Linked DNA regions of Rattus norvegicus: region 2 is linked to region 1. The links are chromatin contacts, called in public Hi-C maps. All regions are on one chromosome and are shown on one strand. Each heading gives the region's core, a stretch centred on a gene start, on an enhancer-like site or on the middle of the called end of the contact. The rest is flanking DNA. Distances are from core to core; before and after follow the strand shown. Region 1 has its middle 35 kb from the start of Znrf2. Region 2 holds the start of Znrf2 (zinc and ring finger 2).

Region 1 (5,314 bases), core at 2,735-5,234:
ATGTGTCCCAAGCTTCCCCATGGTGTCAACAACCCAGACTGACATCACACTTAAGGTCCTCCTGCCTCTGCCCCAAACTGCTAAGATTGCCAGTATGTGCACTATGTCCATTTTAAATCTCAAGGTTTTTTTTTTGTTTTTTTTTTTTCGAAGCTGGGGACCGAACCCAGGGCCTTGCGCTTCCTAGGCATGCGCTCTACCACTGAGCTAAATCCCCAACCCCAAATCTCAAGGTTTTTAAGGCTCTTCCAGTACCATAAGCAGCCTCCTCCAAGCACGAACATAGATGAAATGGCACGTCAAACTGTACAGAGTTGGACTGCAAGCATGATGGCTCAGACCCAGATCTTAGTGGTCCAGACAGGAGGACTTCGAGTTAGAGACCAGTTTGAGATACATGGCAAGACGATGTCTCAAAAAGCACACCTTACAGATAGGATGCTATGGAATGTTTATTCTGATGCTATGACCTCAGTGTGAGGCTATTTGGAGGTGGGCCTCTGGGCAGTAGGTCAATTTAGATGAGGTCACGGGGCAGGGCTTTTGATGGGACTAGTGTCTTTGTTAAGGTGAGGAAGGAGCAGTAATTCCTCCACCATGAGGACACAGCAAGGTGGCTGATTTCAGACCAGGGAGACGGCCTTCGCTGCAACATGCCAGCGGGTACTTCGAGCTTCCAGAACTATGAGAAGAAAATCCCTGTTGTTGAAATCACTCCATCTAGGGAACTTCATCAAAGAAGCCGGAACACGCAAAGATGGAAGGTCTCTGATCACAAGACCTTTTAATATTTAAGGAAAATATCTATTTTATAGAAATGACAAAGAGCCAGGCAGTGGAACAGTAAAGGAGCAGGTGAATGGCCCCTTGGTGCCATGTTTCACCCAGTACAGTATAGCTTCCTGTGCATCAACACCATCAAGGTGCAAGTTGGGACTTGGTTGTGACAAAAAGTGCTGGTGGTTATGCAGTCAGACGCCATATCCACCGACTGTGCCTTCTGTGAGAAGCTGAGTAGCAGATGTCATGGATTCTGCCTCGGCCAAGATCCACTCTGGGGGATTCGAGAGTAGCAGTTGGTTCTGAGGCCGGGGAGAGCCTGATGTGTTGAACATCTGTTGCAAAGGAAAAGAGAAAGCTAATTTGTGGGGATTTCCATTTATAGTTTTTTAGAGACATATGTTAAGTGGACTTTACTGCTCATTATCCTAGATGCCCTAGAAAGATTTTGCCTGAACTATTGTAAGTTTTTTGCCTGAGGAGCATGCAGACAGCTGTGTGTGTTCATGAGGAAGAAGGTGAAGGCTGGCTGTATTTTTTAAAAGGAAAAAAGAAGTAAGTGCTCGGAGTTTAAAATATAGTCTCATGTCAACAAGCGTGGGACTGAAACAGGTGTGCCACACACACCCATTCCTAAGCAGTTGGCAGACATTAGTAATCGACCACTGGATGGTCATTGCTGAGAACACACGACTATTCCAGCTCAGGGCTCAGGGGCCACAAACCATCCTTCAGATATGATTCTCCTACAGAGACTTAGTTGGATTTCCCCTAACCCACTGACGACATCACAAAAAAAAAAAATATATGTTTAGCTGTGAGCCTGTTCTTCCTGCTTCTACCTCACCTCGGCTTCAGCTCTCCATCCCCAAGGCACACTTGGACCTTTTGATCTCCACATTTTTCAATGGCCAATTCACCCAGGTGGCTCTGGCTATGCCAGGAATGATGATGTTCAGGGTATTTAGCAATGACTAATCAGCCAGAATCTCTCCCTGTCCATAGGCGGCCATAGACAGCTCTGCCCGTGCACGGTGTTTTCCCTTAGAGTGTGGCTGACAGCCAGAATGGAGCCATTTCCAGGTAGCATTTGAAAGATCTCCTGCCGTGTAGAGTTGATAAAACCAGAACCATCTGGAAACAGCTGCATTGAGATTCAGGACTTGCACGTTGACAAAAGACAGCATATTCCTTGTAATTAGAGGGCATTTGAAAGAGCGTCAGGACCAGAGGGAAGAGGTCCTTAGGACTCTTCGATTATCACCCTTTCCTTGGCTCTGTCCAGAACCCTCCATGCCTGAAGATTTTTCTCTCTGGACCATTTTGTATTAAAACATCTGTGAAAAGGAATGGTTGTTTGGAGGCCGTGCAGCTCCCTCTTAGCATGCAGAGTCAAAGAGCTCTCTTACCTCTGTCATCTGGAAAGAAATAGAATAAAGGGAGAGGGTTTACCTGGCTAGGAGTTGCATGTAACGAGTATGAGAGCACTCTTTCCCAGTGTACATGCCATGGATCCTTTGCCTGCACAACTATCTCTGGTCATTTGTTGTAACATTGACTTTGGAACCTCTGACCCAGTCTAGTACAGTGTTTGTTTGGTTGTTTTGACTGAAGCCTGCAAACAAGAAACCTAAAAGTTTTTCATTGTACTGCACAAAGTCATGGTCTTCTATTGAACTGATTTCTTTTTTAAGACTTCTTTATTTAGTGTGTGTGTGTGTGTGTGTGTGTGTGTGTGTGTGTGTGTGTGTGTGTATGAGGGTTCTGCCTGCAGGTATGAATGTAGACCACATGTATTATATGCTCGTGCCAATGAAGCCATCAGATCCCTTGAAACTGTAGTTGTGAATGGCTATGAGTCATCATGTGGGTTCTGGGAACTGAACCCCAGGTTCTCTGTAAGAGCAATAAGTGATAGCCCCAGGCCATCTCTCTCTAGCCCCTGATTTGATGTCTTAATATGTACATCTTGAACATTCTGGTATTGACTTTTTTTTGGTTACCTTCACAGTAGAAATTAGTCTCAGAAAGAGCAGCTATGACATCTAGGAGGAAACACTAGCCTACATATCACTGCACACCAGGTCACTTGCTAGGTAAAGACCTGAAGGACAAACAATTCATTTGTTTCTGTCTTTCTCATCTAATCAATATTGGTGATTCCTGTAGATGGCAAAAGACTCCATAATAGATGACACCAAGGATCTTGGGGGCATGATGTGACTTGTTGCTTAGTTAGTAGTATCCCTTCAACTCTACAAACTCAGCAGATGGCCTTGGGTCCAAGCCCACTCAGTTTGGGACTCTCCTAAAGCAAATCCCATGCTCCAAAGTCTTCTGGAGTCTCTTTGCTATATCAGGAGAAGCCAGCTCCCATTTGGCATGTGACACATACCTATCACCCTAGCATTCAGGAGGCTGAGACAGGAAGATCACAAATTCAAAGCAAACCCAGACTACACAGCAAGGTCCTATCTTAAAAAACAAATAATAAAATGCTACTCCAAAATGGCTCCTTGCTGACAGCAGAAAGTGTACCCTACATTGAAATTCATGCTTTGCAATTTGTTTTGAGGACCGGTTTAATACTGTTAGAAGACCATGAGCTTTGGGCTTAGTTCAAATCCAGATGTGGATTTGACCACTAGGGATCTGATCTGCTGACTTCTGCTCTTTGAGTGTCTGCCTTCTGTTATTTTAAGTAGCCATAGGCTTTCCAATATCATATAGCTCTTAAGAGGACTTAGTGCAGCCGTGGATATGGAAACCTCATATATTTACGAATGCATACAGGGTGTATGCCCTCAATCCATCCTACTGCCAAAAGCCAGGTAAATTTCCAAAGCTTTGTGTTATCTCTGCTAACCAAAGTCAGTTAATCATTGACTGACAAAAGCGGTCACAGAAGAGCTGGAAACTTCAGGCTGTCCTCTGGCTCAGTGTTACCAAGCAGAATTTAGAATTTTATACATGGCTACATTGTACAGATGTTAAAAATTTAACACCAAAAATAATATGAGAAAAGACAGCCAACAGCCATAGGTACATTTACACAGAAACATCCTTGACATATTTATCTTGAGTGTCTTCATTGGCCTCCAAATAGGGCAGCATTGTTGTGGGTTAATCTGGTGCTGTCTGTACCCTGATGTTAATTCTGCTTCCTCAAGAGTGGTCAATCATGTACTCAGGTGATCTCATGGGAACCTTCTCCCCATTTTAACTGGTCAATAAAGGTTAGAGCCTGTGATTAGGCAATGGAGGGGGGAATGGGACTGGAGGTTTGAGATTGGGGGAAGGTATGGAGGCAGAAGAAGATCAAAGGGGAAGGAGAAAGGATGGAGAAAGAGGAGAATGAGACCACAATGGACCAGAACCATGGCCAGGACAAACCGAGAGTAGCCAGGGGTCTTACAGCCAGGGAATGAGTTAGTATAGTGTTAGATCTGTCCAGTCTAGGCATGAAACTTATAATTTTAATAACTGGATTGTGTGTTTTTCATATGGCTTATTGGGGTTGGAAATTACAGCAATATAGTATTTGCTTCAGAAGTGACAAGGCACAGAACACGAGTTAGTTAGTGCCTTGTTCTAGACACCTTCCTGGGGCCCCTACCAGAGAAGTGTTGCAAACCTATGGTGAGCAGAGGTCAGGTAGGTATGAACTGGCATAATGACAGTCACAAGTTTCAACATCTTTTGCCAAATTCCTCAAGACATACAGAGCCTGGTTCAGTTTCCATTTCGCAATAGAGAAAGCTAAGGCATAGTAGTACTTTGGCATAGTGGTGAATTCAGGAGAGAAAGTGTATTTTAAGGTTGGGTCTAATATTCAAACACTTGAGGGTAACCTGCTCAGCTCCTATCAGTACCCACCCGGAAAGACAAACAGAGCAGGTGGGGGCACTCAAAACCTCCCAGCATCAATCCAGACAGCAAGACTGTTTAATACCTCTATCATGTTTCCAAAAATATGTCACCTTTAAGTCAATTATTTTTTTTAAAAGCTCACACTGAAATGGTTTTTGTAAAAGCTATAAATATGAAATTAGAAAATATAAGAAATGTTAGCTAAAAATAATAAATATCGTAAGACCCTAGAAATTACGGTTCCATTAATTAATTGTCTGACACATACTCTTATATTCTTTTTTTTTTTTTTTTTTTGGTCTATGTGAGAGACTTGGGTGTTACTGATGTCAACAAGTTAAATTATAGTGTCTACTAAGAAATAAACAAAGGTAATAAATCTATCTGCAGAGAAAGAAATTGAGGCCCAGAGCGGCAGAGTGACTTGTCCCACAGCTGTGGTTTGGATATGGTTTTAAACTCTCTTGGTGATAGTTAGAGGTGGGTCTTTAGGATCAACGGGATCAGGAGGTCTCTGCCTTCACGAGTGGATGGATTCATTCAAAGATCCTTACAGGGTAATCTCAGGAGTGACGTTGTTATGGGAGAGCTCGCTGGTGGCTAGATCGGACTCACCATGTGACACCTTGTTATAATGCATCACAAGGCCCTCATCACGTACTGA
Region 2 (5,772 bases), core at 2,429-4,928, 37 kb before region 1:
AATTAAGCAGCCAAAAGCAAGCAAGGAACTGCTGGTTCAGTGTCTTCAAGTAATTCATTTTACCATCTCACTACCACACAGAAACATTACTGAAGTCCACAGGACTTCTCTACAAATAATCTCCACTCATTTGGGGTATTTTAACTGTCTAATTCACTCCTCTGACAGCTACATCAGAAAAGACCATTTTAGCATTCCTATTAACAGCTTTCATGAACATCAGCAATGTAGTGGGAAAATCTAGGCATAAAATAAAGTCACGCAAATCCTCTTTAAGATATCAAGGCTTTCAAATGTCAAGGATGCTCTTAGAGACCAATCTGGGACCAGACGGTTATCAGTATCGAGAGAGAGGACCTGTGTTCCCTCTACATAAGGTATTCACCTCACCAGTCTAGGTTAAAGTAAATGAAAACAAGCCAGCCCCTGCTTCCTCTAAAAACTCCACACAGATTCTAACTATATCCTAATCTCCACGAGAACTCAATGCCTACGAGCTGAAATGTCTGGCCAAAACACACAGCAAAGAGCGCGAATGGCAACAATCATCACAAAAACCTCACTCTATTTGGCAACTCATTGCGATAGAGAAGCTTCCAATCTACTGGCTATACTCCTAAGAGTAGAGCGTTTGAAGAGGGGCGGTTTAGGTCCTCTCTTTCAACACATAGCAGTAAGCATCCACACAGACCTGTACTCTGGGGTGTTCTGTAGCATACTTTCTGGTTAAGAAACAACACACACATTGATGCTTTATACAGTTACAATAAGTGTGTTCCCTTAACTTAGAAATATCCTTTCTCTCAATTTTTCAGTTGGAGTCCATTAGGTATGCCCTAACGATTCATAACTCAATAAACACTGCATACTCTAAACCTTTAACTGTAACAATAAATGTACTGGTATAAAACATAATAAAATGAAGTTAATGTAAAGAATCAAGTCTAATGACTGAAGACAGCAGCACATCTAACTCCCTCCATCTTGGAATGATTAGAAACATGCTCCGATGAGTTTTTCTCATGACCCCACCCACTGACATACACATACAAGCCTCATTAAGAAAAGCCACTAAGGATAGCTTTCACTGTTTGCATCAACAAGTATTTCAGGTCACCACTATTTTGACCCCTTCTCAAGCAAGGTCATGTCTGATCCCCTTCAGGCCTTTGTCAACCGAACTTTCTCACACAAACGAGTGATTATTTTTCTTAAATGATATAAGTCTATAATAGTTCCTAATAACTGGAGGAAAAAGGTGAAACCATTCCACACAACTGACGACTTTAAAACTCAACCTCAGCAGAGAATTGGAGGAGCAAAGCTCCCCCACCCGCAGTGTCACTATCTTGCTACCAAACCTATCTTCCTAACACAAGACTCCTAAAGAACTACCTGCTAGGTAAGCAAATCTAAGAATTGGCTTAAACAAACAAACAAAAAAAAAAAAAAAAAAAAAGAACAAACGAACGAACTTGCATTCCAAGGCTTGGCAAATAGATCAGGAAGGCCAGTTAGCTGCCCTGCTCCAAACAGTTACTTTAACAAAATAAAAACCTACATACTGATGACTCTTATCAAAGAGAATTGTCAGTCCTGAGAAAAACTGAATAAAAGTAGTATTCAGTACATAAAATATTAACTTCAAAATACTCTTCGTAGTCCCTTTTCTGGTTCATATGTACTCTACAATTCTTAGGAAACTACAGATCCTCAAATCACAGTAAGGACATATTCTTTTTCTCAAAAACAGTATTTTTTTTTAAAAAAGATGCTTCACCCTTCAAAACATTGCTGTAATTATTGACACTGCAACACTTACCATAAAGTAAGTTATTTGAGTGCCGGACTAGGTGTTAGGCTTAGTGGTAAAGAGCTTGCCGTACAAGCTCAGTAACTTAAGAGTCCCAGAACCTCACAAATAAAACAAACAAAGCCACCTCAAAAATAATGTGGCTAAAAGCTAAGTACTTTCGTACCAATCGTGCAAAATATCACTATCTAAGATGGTAGAAACTAAACATCACATTCTCACGAACTAACACTAGATTCTGATTGCTTTAGTACACAAATCAGTAAAGACTCTGCTTAATCAATTTCTTAGAGTTTTCAAACACATGAAATAAAACGGTCTTAAAAATCGAAGGGATGGGGGCTGGGGATTTAGCTCAGTGGTAGAGCGCTTACCTAGGAAGCGCAAGGCGCTGGGTTCGGTCCCCAGCTCCGAAAAAAAAAAAAAGAACCAAAAAAAAAAAAAAAAAAAAAAACGAAGGGATGATGTTTACATCATTCTGTGCTTTAAGTATGAATGTATAATACCAGACACATAACAAAAGGAGGTGGCAATGTGCGGCGGAGTTCACATTTTCACGATCAACTGCACCCTTTCTCCAGTTTCAAACATAAAAGCACATCACTGACCTCTAAATTGTCCCTTAATTCTAGTCAACACCACTCTTCGCAGGACCTAGTCCAATTACTGCCTCTGTAGGTAGAGCTGTGATCACTATAAAGATTATCTCTTTAAATAACTGTTCTTGAACTTTTCCACAATCTGCTTCAAAGCAGCAGTGACATTAGCCACAACTGTAAAAGTAGCAGTTTCCTGGGGATGAAGCAACACTTTGCATTAACACATACACCCAGAAAACAAGTATCCAGTTAAGTAGGTAGGGCTATTTACAGAGACGCAAGGATCGCAGTTTTGTTAGGAGTCGATCCAACGGAGAGATAACTTCCTTTTTTCACTCAAACATCCAAGTGAGTCCCTTCTGGCTTTGGGCCTTTAAAATTGCTCGCCCTTCAGCTCCAGGGCAGAACTGCACTCAGCCACTGATCTCCCCTGACTTCCTGGTACTAAAAGCTACAACCACGAGGTTGTTTCGTCAGTTTGTTTTAAAACAATACTTGCTCCATTCACCGCGTTGCAAGGGGCGGGGGGGTACGGGGTGCGCTTCCCCAGCTGGGGAGCGGCTGCCAGGGCAGGGGGCCGTACCTCCAAACAAGTGCGGGGAGAGGTGGGCCGGGAGCGAGCCGATCACCAGACGCGGCCCGCCAGGGCCCCCGCCCGCTGGCCGGTCCCGGTCCCTAGAGCCGACACCGTCCTCTGGGCTGCTGTGCACCGAGTCCTGTGAGCCGTACGGGCCACCGCTGCCGCCGCCACTGCTGGGAATGCTGAAGGCCGACTGTGCCGCGCGGCCGCTCGCCGCGCTGCCCACCGCCCCACCGAGCGAGCGGCTACGGGGCGCTGCCGGGGCCGAGGCCGCCGCTGCTGCCGCTGCCGCCGCCGCAGCAGCAGCAGCCGCCGCCGTGCTGGCCGAGGCGCTGGGCTGCTGCGCGCCGGGGACAGGGGCCGCGAACCGAGCCGCCCGAGCGCCGTCCGCCCCGCCGCCGCCGCTGGTCCCGGAGGGCAGGTCCGAGCCCGAGTAGGCGCGGGTGCGGCCGTTGGCGGCGGGGCCGCTCTGCTTGGCGCCCATGTCCGCGCCGCCCCGGGCCGCGAGCGAGCGAACGAGCGAGCGAGGCAGGACACAGCTCGCGGCTGGTGCTCAGGTAGCCGTACGGACGCGGTCGCTGCCGGGCCGCCGCGACGGGCCGCTACCGCTTGCTACCGCGCTCCGCGGCCTCCGCACCGCCTCCTCCCGGGCGGCCGCTGCCACCGCCGCCATCCTCCGGCTCCCCGGCGGCTCGGAAAGTGGGAGGCGCCCGGCCGGATTGGGGGCCGCCTCCCTGCGCGCCAGCCGCTCGCAACGGGAAAGAGGAACGGGCGGCGCGTGCCCCGGCAACCGTCGCCTCGCGGTCGGCACTGGAGGAGCGGTGGCCGAGTAGAGGCAAAGCGCAGAGATTGGGTCCCGCTGTCCTGACTCTGCCCTACAACCAGGCCTGCCCGCCCAGGCCCCGCCCAGTATGTGGTGATGGACAGACAGGTGGCTCCGCCCCCTAGGCGAGACTCCGGCCACCAATCAGAAGGCGGCCCCTCCTCCCGCACGTGGCCTGTGGACGCTAGAGAAAAGCAAGTGCACCTTTTCCTGGCTGGAGCGTTCGTGGCTGTTCCCTGTGACTGGAGCTTTTGGGTGGGTAGATATGACCTTCGTTGGTATTGTTTACACTGGTTAGGCAAGCAAACAAACAAACAAAAAAACCCCACAATCTCAGCAATGAAGACGATTTAAAGCAAACAAAAAACAATACCAGAGCACAGGAAAGCTGAAGCCAACTTAGAATTATCCTGGGGGAAAAGAAGAGCACAAAATTGGAAGAATGAATGATAATCCCGCTTGACCTTCAAGGGTAGAGCAAAAACTCAGGTGCAGAGACTTCTGCCTGAGACCCAGCCTTCAGGCCCAACACCAAACCAAATTATGCAGACCTAAATTACTTTACCTTTTTGGACTTTAGCGTCATTGCCCAGAATGTTTGGATTAAATCTGCAGAGCAATAGCTGCTTTAAAATCTTGTGGTTTTTCTAAATGGAATTCTAACCACCTTCGTGTATATGGTGCTTGGACTAGCAGGCTCTGACCCTCCCATTTGGAGGGTGCTGGTAGCATTGTCTATGTGCAAGTGTGTTTGTACAAACTGCAGAAATGCATTGTCACAGTTTTTCCCTTTTGTATTTGCGGTGAGTCATTTATGTAGTGATTTTAGACATTCTTTCAAAAGATAAGGGAATGGAGGGTGTGTGTGTGTGTGTGTGTGTGTGTGTGTGTGTGTGTGTGTGTGTGTAAGTGTGTAAATGTTTTGCCTGCATGTAAGTTCCCCACGTGTGCCTGGGGAGATCGAAGATCAAAAGAAGGTATTAAATCCCTTGGAACTGTAGTTATGATTAAATGTCACCTGGGTGTGCTAGGAATCAAACCCAGTTCCTTTGCAAGAGCAGCAGGTGTTCTTAACTGCCGAGCCATCCGCTTCAGCCACAAGTTAGGTTTTTTAATTAGGAGAAATGAGGCCTTATGAACAGGCTTCCTGTAGTAGTTCTCAGCTTCTGGAGAGACTGAATCACAAGGACCACTTGAACCTTAATTCAAAATCAGCTAAGAAACACCAAAAATAAATAAATAAATAAATAAATAAATAAATAAATAAATAAATAAATAAATAAAAAAGCAGCCCCAATAAGGAGAAAAGGGAGAGAGGAAGAAGAGAAGAAAAAGAGGAAGCAGGAAGAAGAGTAGGAGGAGGAGAAGGAGGAGGAGGAGAAAAAGAAGAAATGTAGTTTTACATATATATGTTTTTATATATACATAGCACATGATATATAACTACTCTGAGCTTTTATATAAAATATCTTGTATTACATCATGTGGTTAATGTCTTTTCCCTGCACATGTTACCAGTCACCCCATTCCCAGAGCTGAAGACAGTGCTATGTGACAATGGCCTCATAGTCATGGTACTCATTAGACATCCAACAGTCTATGGCAGTATAGCAGCTTTTCAGTGAATGTGTACATTCATGTTTTCCTGTCACATCAAAATTACTTTTTTTAAAAAAAATGTTTTTTACATATTTATTTGTGTTACCTATGTATGTGACTACATCATGCTGTGGCCTTCGTGTGGTGTCAGAGGACAACTCGCAGGAGTTCTTTCCTTCTACCATGTGGGTTCTGGGTGATTAGTGCCTTTACTTGCTTGAGCCACCTGTCTGGCCCTAAAAGGATCCTTGACAGCCACTCATCACTTGCATTACTACTCTTTGACAGCAGTAGTATAGAGGGGACTCTTCTCTGTTCTTTCCTTGGTCTGCTTCTCTGAACCTTCTCCCCTCTCTCC

What was found. A called contact is a pair of places that touch in the nucleus more often than the background predicts.
Region 2: a contact with region 1 is called in a Hi-C map of liver, with 4 times the contacts expected there. The contact joins the promoter of Znrf2 here to the enhancer-like site in region 1. A contact is called at or near these places in 3 of 12 Hi-C or Micro-C datasets (kidney and liver).

The regions. Positions count from the first base shown.
Region 1 is chr4:85,242,776-85,248,089 of GRCr8, reverse strand. No RefSeq gene overlaps it. Among named protein-coding and RNA genes, the nearest start is that of Znrf2, 35 kb to the left of the region's middle. Within about 2 kb of position 3,984, at least 3 of the 93 cell types and tissues checked have an H3K27ac peak or open chromatin away from gene starts, as enhancers often do. A contact at or near this core is called in liver, where this site is marked.
Region 2 is chr4:85,278,608-85,284,379 of GRCr8, reverse strand. Znrf2 (zinc and ring finger 2) reads right to left here and starts at 3,678. Exons shown (of 5, transcript NM_001108628.2): 1 at 2,996-3,678. The coding sequence starts at 3,476.